Linked DNA regions of Mus musculus: region 1 is linked to region 2. The links are chromatin contacts, called in public HiChIP or PLAC-seq maps. All regions are on one chromosome and are shown on one strand. Each heading gives the region's core, a stretch centred on a gene start, on an enhancer-like site or on the middle of the called end of the contact. The rest is flanking DNA. Distances are from core to core; before and after follow the strand shown.

Region 1 (6,227 bases), core at 236-2,735, 110 kb after region 2:
CATCTCCAGTCAGGGCATACTTAAGTCTGTTCCTTAGGAAAATGATGAGAGGCAGGCATTCCCTCAGCTTGTGAGGACCAGTGGATGGACGAGGAGCCTGGAAAGTTTTAGGAAAATTACTACACCAAAACTTGGGTTATTTTACATGGGGGGGGGGTCGCTAGAAGATTCCTCAACATTTTCTCCTCCAAAGAATGAGGCCTGCTACTTTGAGACCTGAGTCTATGTATCCACCATCAGTGTACTATGGAATACATGGAGTAGATGAAACAGATGTATCAAAATTGAGGTAGGACACAGGTCTTTAAGACAGCCAAAGATTCTCTACATTCAACTCCACAAATATGCTTGTTAAAGGTATGTCTACCTTTCACACCACAATACTTACAAACACGCCAGTCAACTTATCCAGCATCCAATGTTTTGGAGCAGCTACACGCTTCAGGTGTTTCTTGGGACCACGAGCCTGGAAGAAGTTTTCAAAGTAACGTTGTTACATTGTTTCAGGTCTTTCCAGCAAAGCCTACGGCGTAAATCCTTCAATGAACTGACTTTCGAACTTTCCCAATTAACAAAATGTGGGCAATATTGAAAGCGCCGGGTCCCAGTAAAACGTAGAAAAGACAGATAAGCATCAATAGGCCAAACCCAGTATTCGCACCTTAGCGATTCCCATTTTTTACAGTTATGCCAGATGTCTCCATTATGCCTGCTCACAAAAATTAGCCTTTCATAGCACACTTGCGAATTACCCAGTGATTCAACCCTAGACGCACAGGCAGATAGGGACAGAAAATGGCCCAGGACCGTATCTCAATTGTCAATCGAAAAGTATAGTATTAGAACACAGCCATCTGGATCGAAGGTTTCTGGTACAAAGATAAACTCTAACTCCGGCACTGGCACTACCACGTGTACTGCTCCTTTGTATACTAAAGAGTCGAAGTTTCACATTCGAAAGCGGAAGGAAGCTTTTTGTAATGCTTCGTACACTTACCAGCTACACAACATATAAAGTAAGTCCGTGCCAAAAGATAGACAAATGCACAAGTAAGAGCTAATCCTTCAAGCAGACCCTGCGCCCACATGCCCAAAGCTTCAATCTGCACTCCCGGGCCCTCGAAGTTCTTCCCCAAGTGGAAAAGCATTTCTCCCTGGGCAAGGGGATGTGTGATTAAGCCCAAGGCCTTGCTTGCCCTCTGCGGCAGACTTCCCATCCTAGCTCAGACCAGTATTCTCCCTTGCCGCCAAGCCCATCTCTGCCAGCCTGCAGCAGAGCTGCTTTCGCCTCCACCCTGTAGTCGACCGCGGGAGCCCTGATAACCCGGGCAGCATCGGTCAGGGAGGATGGAAGCCGATGCAACCCAAGAGCTCGCTGTACCCCTGCCTTACCATGGCTGCGCTAGGAACGGAAAGAGACTCGCCTTCTTCCGGCGAACGAAGAAATTAGGGTCGGAGGCTGCGCGCGCGCTGGAGCCTGGGTTGCTCCGCCCAGCCTCAGACTTTCCCAGCGGGCGGGGACTCTCTCTTGCCATCTGCTGGTGGGAGGTCAGAGGTCCCAGGCTGGGAAACTGAGGCTGAGAGAATCTCCCAAAAACTGTTTTTCCTCAGTCCTTTCTCTTCTTTGTGCCGAGTGATGAGTGCTGGGGATACCCAGACCAATCGCACCAGATAACTGCCCGCAAGGAGAGTTCTGTTAGATGGCTGAGTGATAAAAAGATACATTTTAATACTCGATACTTTTCTTATACAAAGTTTCTCTAATCTTCCAGAGTTACCAGTCCAATCAGCCAGCCCCATGCTAAGCGAAAGGTTTGGCCAACGGCATGTTTCTCTTTGCTTTTGTAAAGATTGCTGAGGCACTGAGCCATCCAGGGTGAGATGGTAGGCTCTCTGCTTGAACCTGGCATCCTGCGCATCCACTCCTGTAGAACACATTTGACATTTATTGTACTGTAAGTGGAAGAGAGGGAACATTAGAGAGTATCTGGTTTTGCCTAGCCAGTATGTAGACCTAGCTGTTCTACTTTTGAAGCTGCTGTGTTAGAGTGGTGGCACTGGCTGCCCTTCATTCACCATTTTCTGCTCTCTTAGTTATCTGTGGCCTCCCACAGGTCGATGAAGTCTGCCCATCATAAACCCAAAGATCCAGTCCCTTCAAACTATTATGAAAGGGGTATTTTTCAGCCTCACCTTTCCTCTTTCTCCTGTCCCTCCCCTCTCTCTCATATGTGTGTGTGCAGTTGTTATCATTTATTTGTTATCATTAGTGGCTGCTAGGGAATGAGTCACTTTTTCATATATATATATATATATATGCAAATGAAATATACATTTTGGGGGGGGGGTTCGAGACAGGATTTCTCTGTGCAGCGTTGGCTGTCCTGGAACTCACTCTGTATACCAGGCTGGCCTCAAACTGAAATATACATCTTGAGACAGAGCCTCATTATGTAAGCCAGGGTAGTCTCAGACTCATCATTTTTCTGCTGAGAGTTGAGTTACAGGCATGCACCCCCACAGTCTATATAGTACAAGCAAGCAGACTATATCTTTATTTTTAACTTTTGAGACAGGCTCTTCTAGACAGGCTAGGCTGACCTGCAGCTTGAGAGAGGTCATCTGCCTCATCTTCCCAAGTGCTGGGTGATACGTTACTTCGCCACTGTAGGTGAAATGAGACAAATCAAGCAGAATTAGATTATATTAAATGCAGGTTTATTGGAAAGGTGCTCTCGGGCAAGTTCACTGGCCCCAAGGACTGAGGCTAGGGGAGTCACAATGGGAAGGAAGAGATGGGGGGAGGGGGAAGAGAGGGGAGAGGGAAGAAAGAGGGGAGGAGAGAGAGGGGGAGGGGAAAACAGAGGGCAGGGGAAACAGAGGGGGAGGGGGAAGAGACAGGAGAGTGGGAAGAGGGAAGGGAAAAGAGAGGGGGAGAGGAGGAAGAGAGGAGAGAGAGGGAGGGAGGGGGAGAGAGAGAGGAGAGAGGGGAGAGAGAGAGAGGAAAATATCTGGATTATATAGGGAGCTTCTGGGGAAAAGGCAGCTCACCTCCTGGGCTGGGAAGTTCAGGCTTGGGGGCAGGGTCTGCCAGCTAGGGATTGAGGGATGCGGGGAGAATCTGGAGGCCAGGTCTGCTTTCATATGTAAAATATGCACCTCAGTCTCCTGTCCCAGGGTCTGGGATGATAGGCATGTGCCACTATGGCCAGCCTATAGTTTTATTTCTTTTCTTCCTCTTCTTTTTTAAAGATTTATTTATTATTATATGTGAGTACACTATCACTGTCTTCAGACACACAAGAAGAGAGGGCATCAGATCTCATTATGGATGGTTGTGAGCCACCATGTGGTTGCTGGGATTTGAACTCAGGACCTTTGGAAGAGCAGTCAGTGCTCTTAACCACTGAGTCATCTCTCCTGCCCCTTATTTGTTTGTTTGTTTGTTTGTTTGTTTTTCGAGACAGGGTTTCTCTGTGTAGCCCTGGCTGTCCTGGAACTCACTCTGTAGACCAGGCTGGCCTCGAACTCAGAGATCCACCTGCCTCTACCTCCCAAGTGCTGGGATTAAAGGCGTGTGCCACCACTGCCCGGCCCTAGTTTTATTTTAATTGATATATACCAAGTGTACAGATTTATGGGGCACAGTATTGCATGTTTATGCATGTATATAATGTATAATAATCAGCTCAGAGCAGTTGCCACATCTTCACCTCAGAACTTTATAAATTCTTTGTGTTGGAAGCATTCAGTATCCTCTCTACTACTTCTTTTGAAGCATCCAACCAAATCGTTTCAACCATCACTACCCTACTGTGTATCTGTTCACCATCCTTTCCATCCTCCCCAGGTGCTGTTAGCCACTAGTCTTTACTTCTTTGTGATTAGCTTTTAATACAATTAATTTATTTTCTAGTCTTATTTATCTTATTCTTGTTTATGACTGTTTGGTGTCATGTAGTCTGTGCACCACTTGCATGTCTGCTGTTCCCAGAGGTCAGAAGAGAACCTTGGATCCCCTGGAACTAGAGTCATGCATAGTGTGAGCTGCCAGGTAGATGCTGGGAGTTCAACTCAGGTCCTCTCCAAGAACAAGTGCTCTTAACAGCTGAGACATCTCTCTAGCTCCTTTATATACTTAAAAAGAAATAATATCATCTTGATTCTCCCACAGTTGTGTGTGTGTGTGTATGCACACACACAAGTGTATAATGTATTTTGGTTGTATTCACACACGCCCATTCCCCCTTTGCCACCTGCTTCATGCTCCCTCTGGGGCCCTTCTTCCCAATATGCCCTCTTCATACTTGTATTTTTTGTTTTTGTTTCTGTATCGTTTTTTAGACGCAGTCTCACTCTATAGCCCCAACTGTCCTGGAACTCACCAGAATGCACAGCATCTGTTTGCATCTGCCTCTGGAGTGCTAGAGTCAAGACCATGCTCCACCACGCTCCTCTTTCTTTCTTAAAATAACTCACTGAAGTAACTGAGTGTAGTGACACAGGGCAACAAAGTGAAACCTCCATCTCAAAAGCAAAACAAAACCCTCCACAAAACCCAAACAACTAAGTTCGTTTGTTTGAACTTAAATTTGACTTGCATGTGCGTGGGTGTGGGTTTGTTTCCTGGACCATGGGTAACTTAACAGTGACTATATCCCTGAAGAAAAATGACTCTTCCGAAGCCATTAATTCTCTAATGAAGGATGAGGCCTCATGAGCCCCTCCCCCATTCCATGTTGGAATGTTAATGACTGGATCTTTCACAGGTCTTATGCAGAAAATTACAGCTGCTGAATTCAAGAGGACACTGGCCAAGTCGTACCTAGAGGACAGCACTCCTTTCCATCGTCTGGCTCCTAAATCTCCCTCCCCTTTCCACCAGGTTCCATTACCCTGGGAGCTCTGTGTGTGTGTGTGTGTATGTGTGTGTGTGTGTATGTGTGTGTGTGTGTGTGTGTGTGTGTGTGTATGTGCGCGCGCGCGCGCGCGCGCAAGGTGCATGCTGTTGTCCCATTTCAGCCTGAAAGATCCACACTTTTGAGGTTGACTCTTTCTTTTTTCTTTCTTTCCTTTGGTTTTTGAAGGCAGGGTTTCTCCGTGTAGCCCTGGCTGTCCTGGAACTCACTCTGTAGGTCAGGCTGGCCTCGAACTCCCTGAGCTCCACCTTCCTCTGCCTCCCAAGTGCCGGGATTAAAGTCATGCGTCACCACCGCCATCCGCAGAGGCTGGCTCTTTCAAGACTGTCTGTGGACCCCATGATTTCTCAGCTTGGAACTGCTCTGAACAGTCCAGTCCTCTTCATGGTACCACCTAATCCCACTCCTCAGCTTTAGAGATGCCTACAGCCCTGCTTTCTGGGGTTCTGGGAGCTGCCCAGGCCCTTTGGGTCCTCCTCCTACTTTAGTTTCAAGACGGAACTAAGGTGCCTGTTTAACATTTCAAAGGGGAAGCTAGCATCCCTCCACCCCTACTTGTTATAGGGCCCTCCTGGCTGGCACACCCTACCCACTACCCTAAGCTCTGCAGCTCAGGGGCCTGGGCTGCTCTTCCTTATATAATCCAGACATTTTGGTTACATGCTCTCCTTTGGACCTCCTGACTGCTGCACCTGGTTTCCCTGCTCGCCCTTCTTCCTTCCCCTCCCCCATCTCCCCACATGGAGTCTGGGCATGCCTACTCCAGATGTTTCTGCCTCTGGCTATGCCCACTCACATATCTATAATAAACTTTTCTCCTCCATCATACCTAGGAGTGGTGATGTTCCTTTCCTCTTTCCTTTCCTCTTTCCTTTCCTTTCCTTTCCTTTCCTTTCCTTTCCTTTCCTTTTTTCTTTTCTTTTCTTTTCTTTTCTTTTCTTTTCTTTTCTTTTCTTTTCTTTTCTTTTCTATTCATTCAGTGGTTAATACCTTGTTCTCCTTGCTCCAAAGCTCAGCTCCAGCACTTAGTTCAACAGGCAGGAAGGAGTGATTGACTCATCTGCTGTCTTACTAAACTGAACATCCCCAGGACAGACCTGTCCTAACTCATTCGGGACAGCTGGCCCATCACCACTAACAGAGAACTTGACACTTCATCCAGTACTTGGTAAATAGTTGCTGAGTGAATAATTTTTTGGGGGGGGGTTGGTCTTTCGAGACAGGGTTTCTCTGTGTAGCCCTGGCTGTCCTGGAACTCACTCTGTAGAGTTGTTGTTCCAGTTGTAGGCTGGCCTCAAACTCAGAAAT
Region 2 (5,817 bases), core at 2,418-4,917:
GGATCTGAACCCAGGTCTTCATGCTTGCATAGAAGATACTTTACCAACTGTGCCACCTTCCTGGCTCCAACCCCTCCTTTTTTGAGACAGAGTTTTCACCATGTTACATAGCTTGGCCTGGAAGTCACAGTTCTACCTCAGCCTCTCAAGTGCTGGGGTTGGATGTGTGCCATTACCCCTGCCTTAATTTCAGCCATTTTTCCCTATGCAGTTCATTAGCAGTTAAGAACATTCATGTTGAGTTACCCATCTCCAGAACGTCTTTTATCTTAAAAAGTGAAGGTCTAGATCCTTGAAACAACTCTCCCTTCCCTCCCTCCCTCCTCTGCTGCCCTGGTGACCACGGTTCTACTTTTCAGGCCTATAGATTTGACTGTTCTGGATGCTGAGTGGAATCACGGATTTGTCTTTCTTTGTGACTTGCTTATTTTTATTAATGCCCTCAAGGCTCAGTGATGGGTTTCTCATCATTTCTAAACCCTTAATACTGAACATCAAAATCTCATGACCTTCTTTAAGCTGATTTAGGCTTCCAGTGTAAGTTAATCACTGCGCCGAAAGCAAGTGAGCATGTCAAAGCCACGGGTTATTTTCACATATACTTCCTCCAACTCCACAGGCTCCATCCGACTCAAACAGGTCCCATCCCCCGCCCCCCACTGGGTGAGGATAATTGCTTTACCGTGCTCTCAGTATCTTGAGTTTTTTAATTATGTATTTATAACAAGGGGGGCTGGGGAATATATAGCTCAGTGCCAGAGAGCTTACCTAGTGTCTGCAAGGTCCTGAGTTCCGTCCCCAGCGCTATTGTTTTAAATAAGTAAATAAACAAGAAAACACGCTCAGACCACCTGTTGTAATGAAAAGCATACACGAGAACAGGGATCTGGACTGGTCTTCACCATGTGGGCATTGAATGGCCTGAGGGTAAATTATTAACCTTCAGATCTCCATGTTCCTCCTCGACAAATGGAGCCATCAAAGCCTCTGTCCTGCTGTCCATCCAGAGTTGCTTTGAACATCAAGGGAAATAATGAAATTGTATGTGCTTTGTCCTGGCTATCATGGTCAAAGTCATTCCTTTTGGTTCTTATGCCTAGGGAGGTCAGTGGAACCGAGTGCTGAAGAGAAAAGTTTAATCAGTGATAAAACAGCCGAATGGATTGCAGAGGAGGAGGATGACGTGTTTGTGGCTTCCCGCACAACTGAAGATTTATTTACTGTGATACACAGGTCAGGATCATTTTCCTTCATTGTAATTGTAATTGCTTTCCCCTTCTCTACTTAAAGAAAAACTGCTGCCTCTGAGCAGCCATTAGAATTGCAAGTGAACATTAAGTCCAGGTACCTACATTTGTGAGCAGTCTGGGGCCTCACATCTCAAATTCACTGATGTCTTTGAGTGAAGGGGAGGAGGGGAGGACCAGGTGCTGAGAGAGGCCCCTCGTCTCCTAGCAACTGCTTGGCCTATTGTGTCTCCATCTGCTCCCTCACAGCTCTGTCTGCAGTCAGAGATGTTTAACCCTTCACAGAATTCCTTGTACCACAGAATTCTATCTCAGGGTGACATGGAGCCCTGGGCTGAATATGAGAGCAGGGACGTAGGCAGAGAGGGATCAGGGGTGGGCACAGGGGCATGACACAGGGGTTCGTGAGCCCAGTTACTGGTGTGGCACACCAGTTTTCAAACCAGTTTCAAAACCCTCTGGCTGCCTTAATTCATTCACTGAGCGACTGGCCTTACCTCTTTTAAGTCTGTCCTTGATCTCAAAACTAATAAGGACTGAACCTGTAGCATAGGGCAAAAGATTGCAGTTGTGAGCATTGAAAAGCATGTGGAGAACACAGGGCCCTGAAAGGGACCTGGGAGCTAAGAGGTGAGAAATAGCCGATCATCACAAGGCTGTCATATGCATACTATTTAGCACATCCCTTGCTGGCAATTTTTCAAAGCTTTGCTGGCTTTCTGCTCCCCGAATTCTCTGAACTCTCTCAGACGAGTCTTTCTCTCCTTTAGGTCCAAAAGAAAGCTACTGGGCTGGAAAGAGACTGGGGAGGGCTTCACGGGAAGCAAACCCAGCTCCCATTCACCAGTGAAGAATACAGCTGATTCTCCCACCGGTGAGGCTGCTGCTGCCCCAGGGCCAAGTAGCAGTGCCTGCCTAGATGCTGGTAGAAATGATGATTTCAAGGCCTTGCTCCAGAAGAAGGGAAGTAAGGCAACTCCCAGGACCCGCCCCTCAGCGGCCGAGCTGCTGAAGACCACTAACCCTCTGGCTCGAAGGATTATTGCACAGTTCTCAAAAGACTACGAACCCACTGACAACCCCAGTACCTAAGCCCTGCTTCTAACTTCCTAGGCCTGAGTAGAGAAGGAGAAAGAGAGAGAGCTTTAGAAAGGAACCAACCACAGGAATGACAAAAGAATCGATGTCTTTGATGTTAACTCACACTCTGAACAGCAGAGAGGACAACACAACAATGGAGCTCACCTGGCACTCAGATAGGCTTCAGACCTTCCACATTTCCATTATTCCATCCTTGCCATGACTGAACATCGGAGTCCTACTTCTTGTCTCTAGCCCTGTGCACTAAGAGAGCCTCAGATTGGAGAGCCACCTTTTCAACGTCCTATTGTCTTTGTCCATTGGCTCCTGTCACTGAGGGACACAGTACGGAGAACAGATTGGGACCTTCTAAATCAGGCCTGGGGACAGAGGGTACCAGTTCCCACTGTTGATTATCTACTTCCTTGAAGAGGCCTTGATGGCCCTTTGTGAAGACACAGAAAGACACCAAGGCCTCCTCAACCACAGTGTGACTTTCCTCCAGAGAGAGTTCTGTAGGCGTGCACTAATTACGGCATGGGGTTGATTGGATGGCTTTTGTGGTGCAAACTATGACTGTGACTCTTCCAAAACTTCATGCCTTTTTCAGTTTGATTGTCTATGCGGAGATCAGGGTGATGAGTTTTAATAAACTTCTAGGACCCCCCCCCATTAGCTAATGAACCAAGCTCAGCCAAGGTAACTCGCATGCACGCCTTGAGGTCTCTCGAGTGTCTGTCAACATAGGTAGCCAGGATCTGTGCCCAGCTCATGCTGTATACTCCAAGAACGCTCATTTCACTTGCATGTAACATTCATTTTACAGGAAGTACTTAGGTAAAGGACCGGCATCATGGAAGGCTCCAGGAGTGGAAAGAATGGTATCTTGTCCCGATACCATTCGATTCAGATTGTGCTATTTTGTGGTTGCTTCGATTTTGTTTAAAGGAAGTCTGACTCTTTCGAAAGTCCAGAACCTGTATACTAAAAAAAAGATCCACTCAAAATCAAAAAGGCAGCCATGCTATGGCCCAGGATACAAGGGCTACTTTTTGCCATCTAGGTACTGCTATTTGGCCAACTTTCAGTTAGCTGTGGTGGAAGACAGCAGATGTGGAAAGACTTCCAGAACAACCACAATGACCCCTTCTTTTCCAAAGTCATCAGGCACTGGCCATTCTTGTCAACTCAGTTTTGTAAGCAAAGCAAGAGCTCCTGATTTCCATATACCTGCTTTCTGGGGGGCTAGGGATAAGATGGGCAAAACACTGAGCAGAGAAACCGTGCTTGCCTGTGTTGGAAAGCTCTCGGTCTTCTGGTCCCAAGGGGGCCAAAAGGAAATGAACTTGTATCGTGCTTTGCAAAAGCAAACAAACAACAAAAAACGGTTCCCTGCACCCTTCCTCCTGTACCCCTGCCCACGGCACTTCTGCCCTTCCAGATTCCTTGCTCACTCTCCTGGAGGATGCAGCAAGAGGCCAGAAACAAACAGATCTCCATTTTGACAATCCTTATCAATGAGAAGCAAGCTCTTAGCTCAACTGCCCACACTCCAGCAAGGCAACATGGCTGAAACTGAAATAAAACTCCACTGAGTGCTGAGAAGACTCGAGCCCCTGGCATGGAAGCCTTAGGCTGAAATCCTTGGTTGGGTTGGTCTAATTCTGAATTCTAGACAAATGAAAATAGGTCAAGCTCACCAACTGTCTTCTAGCACTTCTCTCAGACTTAAGGGGAAAATGGTCTCTTAAATAATAAGACAGTTCTGAGAAACTATAGTTGTTTTGGAAGTGTTTAAAACATTTGACATGAAGATCTTAACCAAGTTTCCTAAGTTTTGACTGAATTGAAACAAGAGTCAGGCAGGAATGTGTGATGCAGTTTTGATCCCAGCACCTGGAAGATGGAGCCAGGCAGATCTCTGTGAGGTTGAGGCCAGCCTGATCTACATAGCTAGCTCCAGGCTGCTGAGGCTACATAGTGAGATCTGGACTTCAGTCTTGGCCTTAGTTTATATAGAAGTATCACAGCTGACCTGAACTCAGAACTCCAAAAGACAGAGGCATTTGCCTCTGTAGGGAAATGAAGGAGCGGATGCCCATGCTTGTGTCTAAGAGAAGCAAAAGGCTCCCTGGCTCTGCCCTTCAGAAGCATCGTGAGTGGTTGAACGTGTGAGCATATGGGACTCTGTATAGGGCTTGCTACTTTTGCTGATTTTTTTTCTTTGCAAGTGTCTTGTTTGTTCCTTCTCATGGGTTTTGCCTCTCCCCTCACCTTGCTACCTCTGGAGGTGTTCCCCCCCCCAAAAGATTGTAAAACTGAACGCTTAGACCGCTTGAGGTGGTTTCAGTTGCCTGAACCCTTGTTTTCCTCTGCAAAACTCTGTGGGCCCGGGATGTTTAGAACATTTCTGCATCACTATGACCCTCAGAAACCCATTAGCACAAAAGGATTTGGGGCAGAGACTTCACAGTCAGAGAAAAGACTTAGGCCTGGGAATGTCCATTCAGTGTTTGCAGGAGTGGACCTAGTCCTAAAGAAACCAGACTATTGGGGAAAAGATTTACCACTCATTGATCAGCACACCACCAAGCATCTTTCTAATACTTAACCTTCTCTTATTCAACTCTCTTCCCTGGGTACAATGTATGCTGCCGGTGAGGATGGGGGAAAGTTGAGGAGAAACTCTTTTCAGGGAGGTTCTCTGGGAAGTTGCTTCCAGAGTGATCTCTATAGGTAGAATAGACAGTAAGTTGGAGGGAACTCAAATTGGCCCCAGGTAGTCAGCCTCTGCTTCAAGCTATTTGTATTCCCCTGTTTCCCTCCAGCTTCAATCTTTAGTGGTAGGTGGCTCTGTTAGAGTGAATATAGACAAAGGTTGGCAAGACGCCCCCCCCCATCCCCACCCCAAGATGCAATTAATGCTTTGTACTTGGTGGGTATTGATTTGTGGTTCAAATGTGAGTGGTGGAGAGCAGGCTAGTCTTAGTACAAAGGCTGACTTTGCTTGTGGCTCCTCCCCTTTGCCTGTACTCCTGGCCTGCATGGGCCTCCAACTTGTCCTCCAGTCCTAACACCCGTGAACTGCACTGGTACCAACAGCTCAGCCACAAAGGAGTCAAGGCCATGGGCAGCCAATCCATTCCTGTTAGCTTCATGACCCCAAGGTTAAGGTTCTGCCAACAAGCATTCTGCCTGACATCTACTTTATCTAGACAACCCAGATCCAGTTGTCTCCGTACCTTGTCACTCTGAGCAGATCTACCCATGCACCTGTCCACCCCCCTCCTCCTCACCTTTGAACCAGTCAGGAAAAAAAAAAAAAAAGACTAGTTATCTATCAATCACTCAGTGCTCTGTTGCTCACTGCTCCGCCCTCTATGTTAGCCAAGTCTGTGGCACAATGGTGAGCTTTTCCTTTGCTATGATTTGCCAGGGCCAGGACTAGGGTGAGGCGATTGGGGAGACGCCCACTCTCAAGGCCCCCGCC

What was found. HiChIP or PLAC-seq counts read pairs in DNA pulled down with a chosen protein or histone mark.
Region 1: an H3K4me3 HiChIP or PLAC-seq map of pro-B cells shows a contact between it and region 2, with 2.7 times the contacts expected there. The contact joins the promoter of Rps4x here to the enhancer-like site in region 2. A contact is called at or near these places in 9 of 39 promoter capture datasets (the 3T3-L1 cell line, the C10 cell line, cranial neural crest and 5 more), 9 of 484 Hi-C or Micro-C datasets (the AML12 cell line, the HPC-7 cell line, the N1E-115 cell line and 5 more), 5 of 115 datasets of contacts at active chromatin or transcription factors (astrocytes, embryonic forebrain, embryonic stem cells and 2 more) and 2 of 9 other capture datasets (adipose tissue and liver).

Annotation. Positions count from the first base shown.
Region 1 is chrX:102,187,906-102,194,132 of GRCm38.p6, forward strand. It overlaps Rps4x (ribosomal protein S4, X-linked), which reads right to left and starts at 1,486. Exons shown (of 7, transcript NM_009094.2): 1 at 1,393-1,486; 2 at 389-466; 3 at 1-97. The coding sequence starts at 1,395.
Region 2 is chrX:102,080,589-102,086,405 of GRCm38.p6, forward strand. Nhsl2 (NHS-like 2) reads left to right here. Exons shown (of 8, transcript NM_001163610.1): 7 at 1,101-1,233; 8 at 2,018-5,817. The coding sequence ends at 2,339. Among named protein-coding and RNA genes, the nearest start is that of Rtl5, 12 kb to the left of the region's middle. Within about 2 kb of position 3,668, at least 1 of the 459 cell types and tissues checked has an H3K27ac peak or open chromatin away from gene starts, as enhancers often do. A contact at or near this core is called in pro-B cells, where this site is marked.